3 separate regions of the Sus scrofa genome follow, and all the other regions are linked to region 1. Evidence: chromatin contacts called from public HiChIP or PLAC-seq data. All regions are on one chromosome and are shown on one strand. The core of a region is the stretch at or near the end of the contact, and the rest is flanking DNA. Distances in the headings are between cores, read along the strand shown. Region 1 overlaps WDR70 (WD repeat-containing protein 70). Region 2 overlaps WDR70 (WD repeat-containing protein 70). Region 3 overlaps WDR70 (WD repeat-containing protein 70).

Evidence for each region. HiChIP or PLAC-seq counts read pairs in DNA pulled down with a chosen protein or histone mark.
Region 2: a contact with region 1 is called in an H3K27ac HiChIP or PLAC-seq map of skeletal muscle, with 5 times the contacts expected there. The contact joins two enhancer-like sites. A contact is called at or near these places in 2 of 47 Hi-C or Micro-C datasets (both in embryonic fibroblasts) and 1 of 2 datasets of contacts at active chromatin or transcription factors (skeletal muscle).
Region 3: a contact with region 1 is called in an H3K27ac HiChIP or PLAC-seq map of skeletal muscle. The contact joins two enhancer-like sites. A contact is called at or near these places in 1 of 47 Hi-C or Micro-C datasets (skeletal muscle) and 1 of 2 datasets of contacts at active chromatin or transcription factors (skeletal muscle).

Annotation. Positions count from the first base shown.
Region 1 is chr16:22,831,871-22,835,367 of Sscrofa11.1, reverse strand. All of the region lies in intron 10 of WDR70 (WD repeat-containing protein 70), which reads right to left. Among named protein-coding and RNA genes, the nearest start is that of GDNF, 130 kb to the left of the region's middle. Within about 2 kb of position 1,702, at least 19 of the 83 cell types and tissues checked have an H3K27ac peak or open chromatin away from gene starts, as enhancers often do. A contact at or near this core is called in skeletal muscle, where this site is marked.
Region 2 is chr16:22,634,982-22,638,478 of Sscrofa11.1, reverse strand. All of the region lies in intron 5 of WDR70 (WD repeat-containing protein 70), which reads right to left. Among named protein-coding and RNA genes, the nearest start is that of WDR70, 37 kb to the right of the region's middle. Within about 2 kb of position 1,693, at least 1 of the 83 cell types and tissues checked has an H3K27ac peak or open chromatin away from gene starts, as enhancers often do. A contact at or near this core is called in skeletal muscle, where this site is marked.
Region 3 is chr16:22,691,478-22,694,974 of Sscrofa11.1, reverse strand. All of the region lies in intron 7 of WDR70 (WD repeat-containing protein 70), which reads right to left. Among named protein-coding and RNA genes, the nearest start is that of WDR70, 93 kb to the right of the region's middle. Within about 2 kb of position 1,579, at least 4 of the 83 cell types and tissues checked have an H3K27ac peak or open chromatin away from gene starts, as enhancers often do. A contact at or near this core is called in skeletal muscle, where this site is marked.

The DNA.
Region 1 (3,497 bases), core at 453-2,952:
TTAAGAAGGTTAATTCTCACTCCCCTACCTTAGCCTTCTACCAAGAAATATCCATCAGAAACTTGTCCTGCAAACCTATAAGTAAAATGAATTCAACTTGATTATGTCTTATACTTAGTATATAATCACTACATTCCTCTCTTGCCTTTTTGTATCTGCTGGTGTGACCAAGAGTTTCTCTAGCAATGTTTCTTTTTCTTTTTTCTTTTGTCTTTTCTCCTTTTAGGGCTGCACCCGTGGCATATGGAGGTTCCCAGGCTAGGGGTCGAATCGGAGCTACGGTTATTGGCTTACATCACAGCCACAGCAATGCCAGATCCAAGCCGCGTCTGCGACCCACACCACAGCTCACGGCAATGCCAGATCCTTAACCCACAAAGTGAGGCCAAGGATCGAACCCACAACCTCATGGTTCCTAGTCAGATTTGTTTCTGCTGCACCACCATGAGAACTCCTAGCAATGTTTCTTAATCCTTGCTGGGGTTGCTTGAGACAACCATGGTCTCTAGGTAGCTGTAGTCTGTTTCCAACCAGCTCCAGCCACTTCTATATATTCACTGACACTAAGATAATGATTCCAGAAGACAATATTGAGTGAGAGAGGAGAGTGCTTAGAAAAGCTCATTCTTGGAGGATACAGAAGGGAGGGTTGTGTGTTTAAATCATTTTTCTTTATGTCACTAGATGAGAACTTTCCCCCCACATTTCTGCTCCTTTCTTTCAAGTAGGTCAGCGTCAGATTATTTCTTTCCCAGGCACATCATCTGAACTCTAAGAACCCCAATGAGTTTCAGACTACAGCTGAGTACAGAGCTATGCATCACATATCATGGTGCCTACAAGATGAACATACTTAATAAATATAGCAAATAAAACTCTGAACTTTTGAGCATGTTTCAAGGAAGCAACGTATTTCATAGTAAGCTGACAGTTTCCAAGTTTCCAACTTTTTTAAAAAAGATAATTGTGTTCCAGCCAAAATGTTCTGCCCTTCCCTCATTCCCTCCTTCTCCCCCCACTTCATTTTTTTAAATTAAATAAAGACAAAACACAATGATATCTAACAAAGGTTTCTGAAAAGTTCGTTCATCATCCCCCATAAAATCAAAGCATGATAATAAAATTTTCAGAATCCTCATTTACAATGTTAACCATATTTACTAAGGATTTACACACAACCCAGAGATATAGAAATGAAGAGACCATGTGGAATTTTCTTAATGGATTCACAAGTTGGGAAAGGAGAAGAAACCCTTCAGACCTCTTATTCTTTCATAAAACATTTACTGCATCAAGAATAAGCCAGGTTTAAAGGGCATCAAAATGACTAAGAATTGGCCTCTGCTGCAATGGGTAGGCTCACAGGAGGGAGAGAGACAGACAGAGATGAAGGAAGAGGAAGGGAGGGTGGAGGGCGGGAAAAGGGGAGAGTGAGCATTTATGACCAGGGCTGAACTCTCCAGCACGGTTCTCCACTCTAAGTCCAGGTTCACTGTTGCAACCACTGTGATTTCAGAAAACAGCTATGACTTAGCATTTATTTTTTCAACTGTATTTGGCAAAGAGATAGCCCAGGCTTCATTCATAACTGGACAGTGTTGCAACTGCATGCCTGTTTGGTCGTCTCAAACCAGGTGACTGCAGTGTGTGACTACCTAGGGCTCTGTCTGAGGACCAGCTGGAAGCTGCAGCTGCGGGAGAGCGCTCTGCCACTGTGAGTCACAGGCAGAATATGATGCCACTGCTCTGGAATCTCCTGGCTCCCCATGTGCTTGCAACTTGAAATTCAAGGTGTTTACTTTAGTCTATAAAACAAACCCCTTATGGCTAAGGCACAAGTTACCTTCACATTAATCTCCCTTCTTATAAACCCGAGCTGAGTTCAGCTGGTATCCCAGTTAGGCCCTTGAGATTTATGCTTCAGAAATCTGGATGCAAAAAAAAAAAAAAAAAAAAATTACAGCCCCATAGAAGATCCATGCTTTTAGAATTTCAAGAAGGCATGAAATGAAACTTTGGACTTTGGACTCTATTTCTAACCTCTGAGACATTATATAAAATAATTGAAAGACGGGGATATTATCTTATTAGAGCATTTCAATATCTGGTATACTTTACTGCTATAATTTTAAACAAAGCATAATTTTACTGGGGGGGGGGAAATGAGGTAATAGAGACTCTCATAAGATATTCCGTAGGTCTCCAAATGAGGATATCATCTAAATCACCAAGAGAAATGATTTAAGAAGAAAGTCCTTCTAAAAGAGACAGCCCCAGAGCAGGGTTTCCCAGAGGATGTTTTCTGTAACATCATCAGATCCAGGGGTGGGCTGGGGGTGGGGTGGTTCCATAGCCAAGTAAGCCTGGGAAACTACAGTTTATTTGCATACCATGGCCTTGTCTTGAAGATTCACAATGCACATTAGGATATTAAAAGTTAGAGTCTTTTAAGTAGTAGTCCTGAAATAAATCAACCTCTTTAACATTTCCAAAGCTTATTTGACTACAGAACCTTTTTTTTTTTTTTTCTTTTTCCTTTTCAGAAAGTACTTACTAACATGAATAGAATTAACATTCTCTGGACCTTAATTGGGGAAACACATATTTAGAGCAAGGGCCAGTAAACTTCTTCAGGAAAAAGGCCAGACAGTAAATATTTTAGGCTTTCAGGATTATAAAGTCTCTGTCGCAACGACTCACTTGTGTGGTTACAGCAGGAAAGCAGCCACAGACAATAAACAAATGGATGAGGTTGTGTTCCAATAAAACTTTATTTATAAAAAGAGGTGGCAGGCTGGATTTGGCCCACAGTTTGCTGACCTCTGATCTAGAGAGAATAAAAATCATAGGGAAAGGCACTCTATTTATAAAATCATTGTTATAAACACTAAAGGCTTCCTTGTGATTCACTACTAATTTCAACTTGTAACACTAATGGTGGCGGCAACAGTAATAATAATGCCAGGTACATTGACTGAACATGCTGCTACTTAGTGCACTATAACATATATTTTCTAATTTCATTCTTCAAACAAGCCTCCTGTTGTGTATGTAACCATCATCTCATTTTACAACCAAGAAAACTGTGGCTTAGCAAGGTGACTTACCCAAAGACGTATGACTAATAAATTTTTACTCTCATGGTTTTTCTCAATTACTCAATGAATTTTATTACATGTATAGTTGCACAACAGTAAGTTTTATCCGAGTAAAAATTTCAAACTCTGATTCTAACTCCAGAAACTGTACTCTTCATTAAAATACCTCTTTTTCTTTATTTATCTTTGCAGCCATGTTTTACCAGGTTTCTTTTAGGGTTGCCTAGGCTATTACATCTCCTTAAACTCCCAGGAGGGGCAATGCTGGGAGAGAGATGAACAACATAAAATAACTTGTTCCCCTTCAAACTACATAATACAATTTTTTCTGTTATTAAAGATTTCTGAAAAAAATTCTATTACAAATTTTATCCAAGGCAGAAGCTCCATACAGGGGCA
Region 2 (3,497 bases), core at 444-2,943, 200 kb after region 1:
AAGCCAAAGATGATGGCCATTGAGTGAGTATGTGTGCCCCGCACAGGTCAAGCCACTGGGGATACAATCGTAAAAGAGACAATGTTACAGCCCTCATGAAACAAATTACTGTGAGGAGAAAGACAAGAAAACTAATAAACAAAATGTCAGATAATGGAGCACCATAAAGCAGTGGAATGAAGGTGGAGTACTTATATAAAGTAGTCAGAGAAGTAACACTTAAACAAAAATCCAAATAAAACCAGGGAGTCGTGGGCATTCCCACTGTGGTTCAGTGGAAACGAATCTGACTAGCATCCATGAGGACACAGGTTTGATCCCTGGCCTCGCTCAATAGGTTGAGGTCTAGCATTGCCATGAGCTGTGGTGTAGGTCACAGATGCGGCTCGGATCCCGTGCTGCTGTGAGGCAGGAAGGAAGCTGTAGCTCTGATTTGACCCCTGTGCCATGGGTGCGGCTCTAAAAAGCCAAAAAAAGGGGGGGGGGGAGCTAGGAAAAAAAAATTAGGGGGTCATGAAGCTCTGTTATTGCACATAGAGGAAAAACAAAATTGAAAGGCTCTGTGAGGAAAAAAGGACAGCTGTTCAAAGAAAAGCAGAAAAGTCAACGTGGGTAGAGAAGAGTGAGCAAGAGAGGAGTGGAAGGAGATCAAGTCAGAGAGACTTGCAGAAGCCAAGTCATGCAGGGTCTTAGGAGGTCAAGGCAAGGAACTAGGATTTCTTAACAATGTGATAGGATAGGAAGAAACTGGAGAGTTTACTGACAGGAAAGAAAGCAGGGAAGTGACAAGCTATTATACGTGTTTTTTAAAGTTTGGGTTACCCTGGGGATCAGAGAAATAAACCTTCTTATTTGCCAAGAGACTTATAAGTTATAAAGAAACTATCCTGAAAATTCCTGCCACTAAGACTTATGCTATACAGGAATGTTACTGATTTTAAAAACTTAAAGATAAAAAACAAACTTTAAATATAACTGTCATAATATTCTCAAATCACAAAAAAATAAAGAATTTTCTATATTATGCTTCAATATAAAGTAACTATTCCAGCATTAATCTCAAACTAAACCTCACCTGTTCCAATTTCTGGAAGACATTGTTTATAAAATTCTTTTTTTCTTCCACTTGTAGACAAGACAGTTGAAAAAAAAAAAAATGGATTTGTGCCAAAAACCAAAATGCTTCTACTGCCCCCTAGTGCTCATCTTAAAGAATGAAGACTTTCCCACATTAGTTTGGAAATAGTAATGACACATTCACTGGATTTTGGAATAGAGCTTCTAGCAACCTCTGCTGACAGAACCTTGCAGGTGTAATTAAACTGTCTTGTTTTAAAGAACATTAATTTTCCTCTGAAATTAGAATCATTAAGTTTCCTCACAATGTTTTTAAAAAACTTTTCTTTCCAGCCAGCTGCACTTAAATTAAAATTGGTCATTAATCAAATATTGGTAATGATGATGAAAACAATAAGAAAATCCAGCAATCTGAGTATTTAGTATGTGTCAATCCCGATGTTAAGTGTTTACATAAATTACCTCATTCTATATCAATCAACTCCTGAGAACTAAAAGAGAGGGTTTTTTTTTTCCATTTTTAACACTTCAAACTTTCCCTAATGCATGAGAGAAAAAGACTGACTGATACAGGTGGTTGGCAATGACCAAGGCCAAAGAGATGAGAAGCCTCAGACCAGAAGTCAGGGAAGCACAGTGGTGGCCCAAACTTGGACTCTTCACCACGGAGCATGCCAACCAGGGAGTCAAAGAAAGTTCATGGAAAACAGGTGCTCACAGCTAAAAAGTCACTGTTACATCTAGCCTTTAGTTACAGTCATAAAAACGCAACTTTCAATTTTCTGTAGTAATGGGAAACTGGATAGCAAGGATAATGAAAATCCTCAATAATCCCAGTTTCCATTTGATTATGTTACAACCTTCTTTACCTTTAAAAAAAATCAGAACTACACACATGTAATAAATACAGTTTAAAAATCACTTTCACCTCTTTCCTGACTCTACCCCCTTGAATTTTTGTTCACTTACTCAGTTCAAAGCAAAATAATAATATACCTCCAAAAACTCACTAAATACTCCTAATTATTTAACAGTTGGTGTAGTTTGACAAAGTTCAGTCATGGTTTGCATACCACTTTCATTTGCATTCTATTTGAAGGAACAATTTTATTACCATTGCAGATAAGATCAAACGAAGGGAAAGTGAAAAGTAAGTTTGTTATCAAAAGAAATTATAGGAGTTCCCGTCGTGGCGCAGTGGTTAATGAATCCGACTAGGAACCATGAGGTTGCGGGTTCGGTCCCTGCCCTTGCTCAGTGGGTTAACGATCCGGCGTTGCCGTGAGCTGTGGTGTAGGTTGCAGACGCGGCTCGGATCCCGCGTTGCTGTGGCTCTGGCGTAGGCCGATGGCTACAGCTCCGATTCAACCCCTAGCCTGGGAACCTCCATATGCCTCGGGAGCGGCCCAAGAAATAGCAACAACAACAACAACAACAAAAGACAAAAAGACAAAAAAAAAAGAAAAAGAAATTATAATATACATTAACATTGCCAATCCAGTGACTTCAGCAGTAACACTAAATCAACTACTAACCTGCAACTGAAGTGAAATGCGTATTAAAAAAAATAATCACAATCAGGCAGTATAGTTCTTAATGTAAAACTATCAATATGTTCTCTGGTAATTTTCCTTTCAATTCTGGTGCTATCGAGAACTCATTCCTTTTTGGCTACATCCACAGCACGTGGAAGCCCTGGGGGCCAGGGATCAAACCAATGCCACAGCAGAAACCCAAGTCACGAATAGTGACAACAGATGGTTAACCCAACATGCAACCAGGGAACTCCAAGAACTCATTTTTTTTTAAAGTTCATGACTAGAAGAGGCACAAAGAACTAACGGGGTGATGGAAGCTCCTACTTCTTATTTGGGATGGTGGCTACACACAGTGCATATAGAATTGTCAAAACTGCTCAGACTAAAAACTTAAGATCTGTACACATTATTAGATATAATTACACCTCAATCAGAACAATAACATTTTAAGTTTTGTGGGACTGTTTTAAGAGAAAACTACAACTTTTTTCTGTCTCATTTAACAGATAGGTTCACAAGCAATTCTAGTCTATATAAAGTAACTAATTAATCTCATTCAACTGTGGGGCCTGCTCTTACAATTATTAAACTATTATGAAACTAAATTTTAAACTTAGGACAAGGTATATATAATGGCTCTTACAAAAACAGGGGTCTAGTGAGTTCCCTGGTGGCCTAAGGGTTAAGGATCCGGCATTGTCACTACTGTGGCACAAGTTCAGTCCCTGGCGCAAGAACTTCCACATGCCACAGGCACAGCCAAAAAAAAAAAAAAAAAAAGGACAGCAGGTGTCTATTTTCATCTATTTGCATCTTGATGCTCACATTTCTTCTGTTCAGTCCTCTATCTCTACTTCCATGTAAAAACAGACTGATATGTCA
Region 3 (3,497 bases), core at 330-2,829, 140 kb after region 1:
TACTGTCCTTAGCGCTGGAGAGACACTGCAGGAGAAAGTGATTCCCTCCGTGGGTCTTGTGTGCCCCCTTTAGTAGGCTCCTACACCGCGCATGGCTTCTGCAGTGTCCAACCCCCACAGTCTAGGTGGCTACTCCACTAACAGGCTCGTGAAGTGCATAGCACCCAGGAGCCAGTATCACCCAGGAGCTTCCTCCAGACCATCCTCAGGTAGTTTTATACCAGAGTAAACTGCTGAGAGAGGTTTCTGGCAAGTTCTGCTGTCAGAGCACCACAGCAACCTCTTCATCATTTAGTGAGCCACAGCCTTATCCTCTCACATAAAGGTGCGCATCTCAATCCTGAAAGCCTCTTCTTTAAACGCTCTATCTATCCACTGGGGGTAAGGCTGCTCCTCTTATCTGCTATCCCTCTATTCTCTAGAGTTCTCTTTACTTTTGACTAGCCAATCCCCGTTACAGTTAGTAGTTATTTATAATAAGCTTTCCCTGCTCAAATTACTGTGTGATTTCTCTTTCTTCATCAGCCCCTCACGTAACAAACCTCAAGTGATTAATTAGGCAACTGAGAAAGTAACAGGCTGTTTAGTCCAATTTTTTAATATATGAACATACAGATCAGACATTTGATAATTAGACAGTTCAGACCACTAAACTAAAGTCTGTAAGTAAGAATAGAATGAACCAGTTAGTTCACAGGGCGTATCTTTGTCTACAGTACTCCCATTTTGGAGAGGTCTTGATTTTCTTCAATAACCATGAAAGACCAAGTACCTTAAACAATAACTTCGGCTTTTTTTCTGGTGAATTGTTTTTATGTCCAGAGGGCAATGAAAATCAGAAAAACACAACAAAATTTAAGAAGACGGGAGTAAAAACAATTCTGTGGCCCATTTCTCTGGCTATTTGCTCCTCCAAACTTCTCTATTTACATTTGGAGGAAAATACAACATCTCAGCAACCCCACATGAACCTTGATCTTGCTTTTCAGCTTAATAGGAAAGCTTAATGGTGTCCCTCTGTCTCATCTCACGTGTTCTCTTTGCCAATGTTAAAATGAAACGTTCAGCATCAAGCTCGCCATTCCTGTCCCACTTTGCTCTTAACTCTGCTAGCCACAGAGTTAAAAGGACAGGATTAAGAGTCATTAGACACAGTACTAAGAAGACTTAAAGGGCTTGTTCAGGGGGTAGAGCATCTGCTCCTCAAATTCCTGCCTAAACAGCTAAGATTCCGATCAAAGAGAAGAGAGGGAAAGCCAATCTGACAGTAAACTGGAGTCATGAGGAAGTGAATGTTCTCTCAGGGAGTAACTCTGACACCAGAGGAAGGCTTAGTGACATTGCACAATTCTTTCTGTGAAGTTATTCATGGGGCAAGTGGGAGTACAGGCGTGTAAGTGGAGGGGAGTGGGAAGGTGAAGATTGAGGATCCTTTTAAGTAGTTTTTGCTCTGCTAGCAAAACAAGCTGGGACATGCAAGACAGATAAACACAGCTGTTTGGGGCTGTCACTTGGGGCTCAGGAGCCAAGGTGTCCTGATATAGTGAAAAGCGCACCGGAATGTGAGTCAGGAGGCCAGGGATCCAAGTCCTCACTCTGCTGCTAACTAGCTGTGTGACGATGAGCAAGCCCTTCGGTTTCACTGTACACTCAGTCTCCCCATTTCTTTCCAAATGAGTAGATGGAACTAGATGGCAGCATTAGCAGATGTGCTGTGGAGACAGAATTCATGCACCAGCTTTGGACCTTTGCTGAGTCCCGGTCTCCTCCACTAAAGGGCGCAGAGAAATAATACTTAGAGGACTGGGGTGAAGATGAAAAATAATGAAGGCAGCGAGCACAGTATGTAAAACAAGTCATTGCTATTATCACTACCTCTGTATTTCCAAGGCCTCCTTGAGATTACCTGAAGACTACAAAATCATGGTAGCTGACTGTAATAAACACATTTGAATTGAATACACTGCATATTTCAGAGTCATTACAAGGTAATATAAGGTTAGCACATATTTTAATTATTACTAACCAAATGCTCAGGAAAAATATTTTTGGAGTTCCCACTGTGGTTCAGTGGTAACAAATCCAACTAGTATCCATGAGGATGCAGGTTCAATCCCTGGCCTTGCTCCCAGTGAGTTAAGGATCTGGTGTTGCCATAGGTCACAGACATGGCACTGATCCCACGTTGCTATGGCTGTGGCATAGAGTGGCAGCTGCAGCTCTGATTTGACCCCTAGCCTGGGAACCTCCATATGCCTCGGGTGCAGCCATTAGGGAAAAAAAAAAGGAAAAAGGAAAGAAAGAAAAATATTATGTCTTTTTTAATTTTTTGCACCCACTCACAAAACTCAAGCACTATGTCAAATATAATTACTATTATATTCTTGAAAATGAAAGGCAATACTACAGAAAATGTAGTTTCAGAATTGCATGCCAACTTCCTACAGAATTTGATGAAATTGACTGTTCCTTCCAGGTATGCAAAATATATTATCTAGTGCTAGGAACAGAACAAAATGAGAGACATGAGAAAGAACCACCAAAGGTTTCTGTATGAGAATATCAGAAAATACTGATTTATTCCATGGCAAAATAAATCTTCAGCCACTTCAACATTTTAGCTTTAACACTTAAAAATAGACTTCCAATGCAAAATTAATTAAGACTATATCACCTATTGGCTTAAACAGATAAAAGGTTAGGAAGCTAGTAGTAACTTCACAAAATACTATCATCTGTCAAACAAAACTAAAGCCACAGAAAATTTCCATCCAGGACTAAATATCATTTTACTAAAGCCAATCAATAACTCTTCCCTTCCATTAAAATGCATATTCTCATTTATAAATGTGATGAAATTACTGTCACTCAAGGACAGATTATTAGCTTCTGAACTGTACATGATCTTATAGACAAGTTCCATGCTAAAATGGGAAAATAAGTCCAAAAGACAATGGACCTAAATATCTAAACAATTTATTTTCATATCTTCTGAGGATGAGAGAAATATGATCAAGAAAGGCCAATCAGGGAGTTCCCTTCGTGGTGCAGTGGTTAACGAATCCGACTAGGAACCATGAGGTTGAGGGTTCGGTCCCTGGTCTTGCTCAGTGGGTTAAAGATCCGGCATTGCTGTGAGCTGTGATGTAGGCTGCAGATGCAGCTCAGATCCCGCGTTGCTGTGGCTCTGGTGTAGACCGGTGGCTACAGCTCTGATTAGACCCCTAGCCTGGGAACCTCCATATGCCACAGGAGCAGCCCAAGAAATGGCAAAAAGACAAAAAAGAAAAAAAAAAGAACGGCCAACCATTGTGGATGACTAGCAAAAACTAAGTCCCTGTTCTGATTATTTCCAAGAGCTTCCTTTATGTTAATGCTGATGTTAGGAACAACTCGAGTCTTCATTCTAATAGCACAACAATAGACACTCAGCATTTAACAATGAATAAAAGGTGTGAAGGGAGCAAATAATGGGAAAGCCCTAGTTTAGAAAGCCT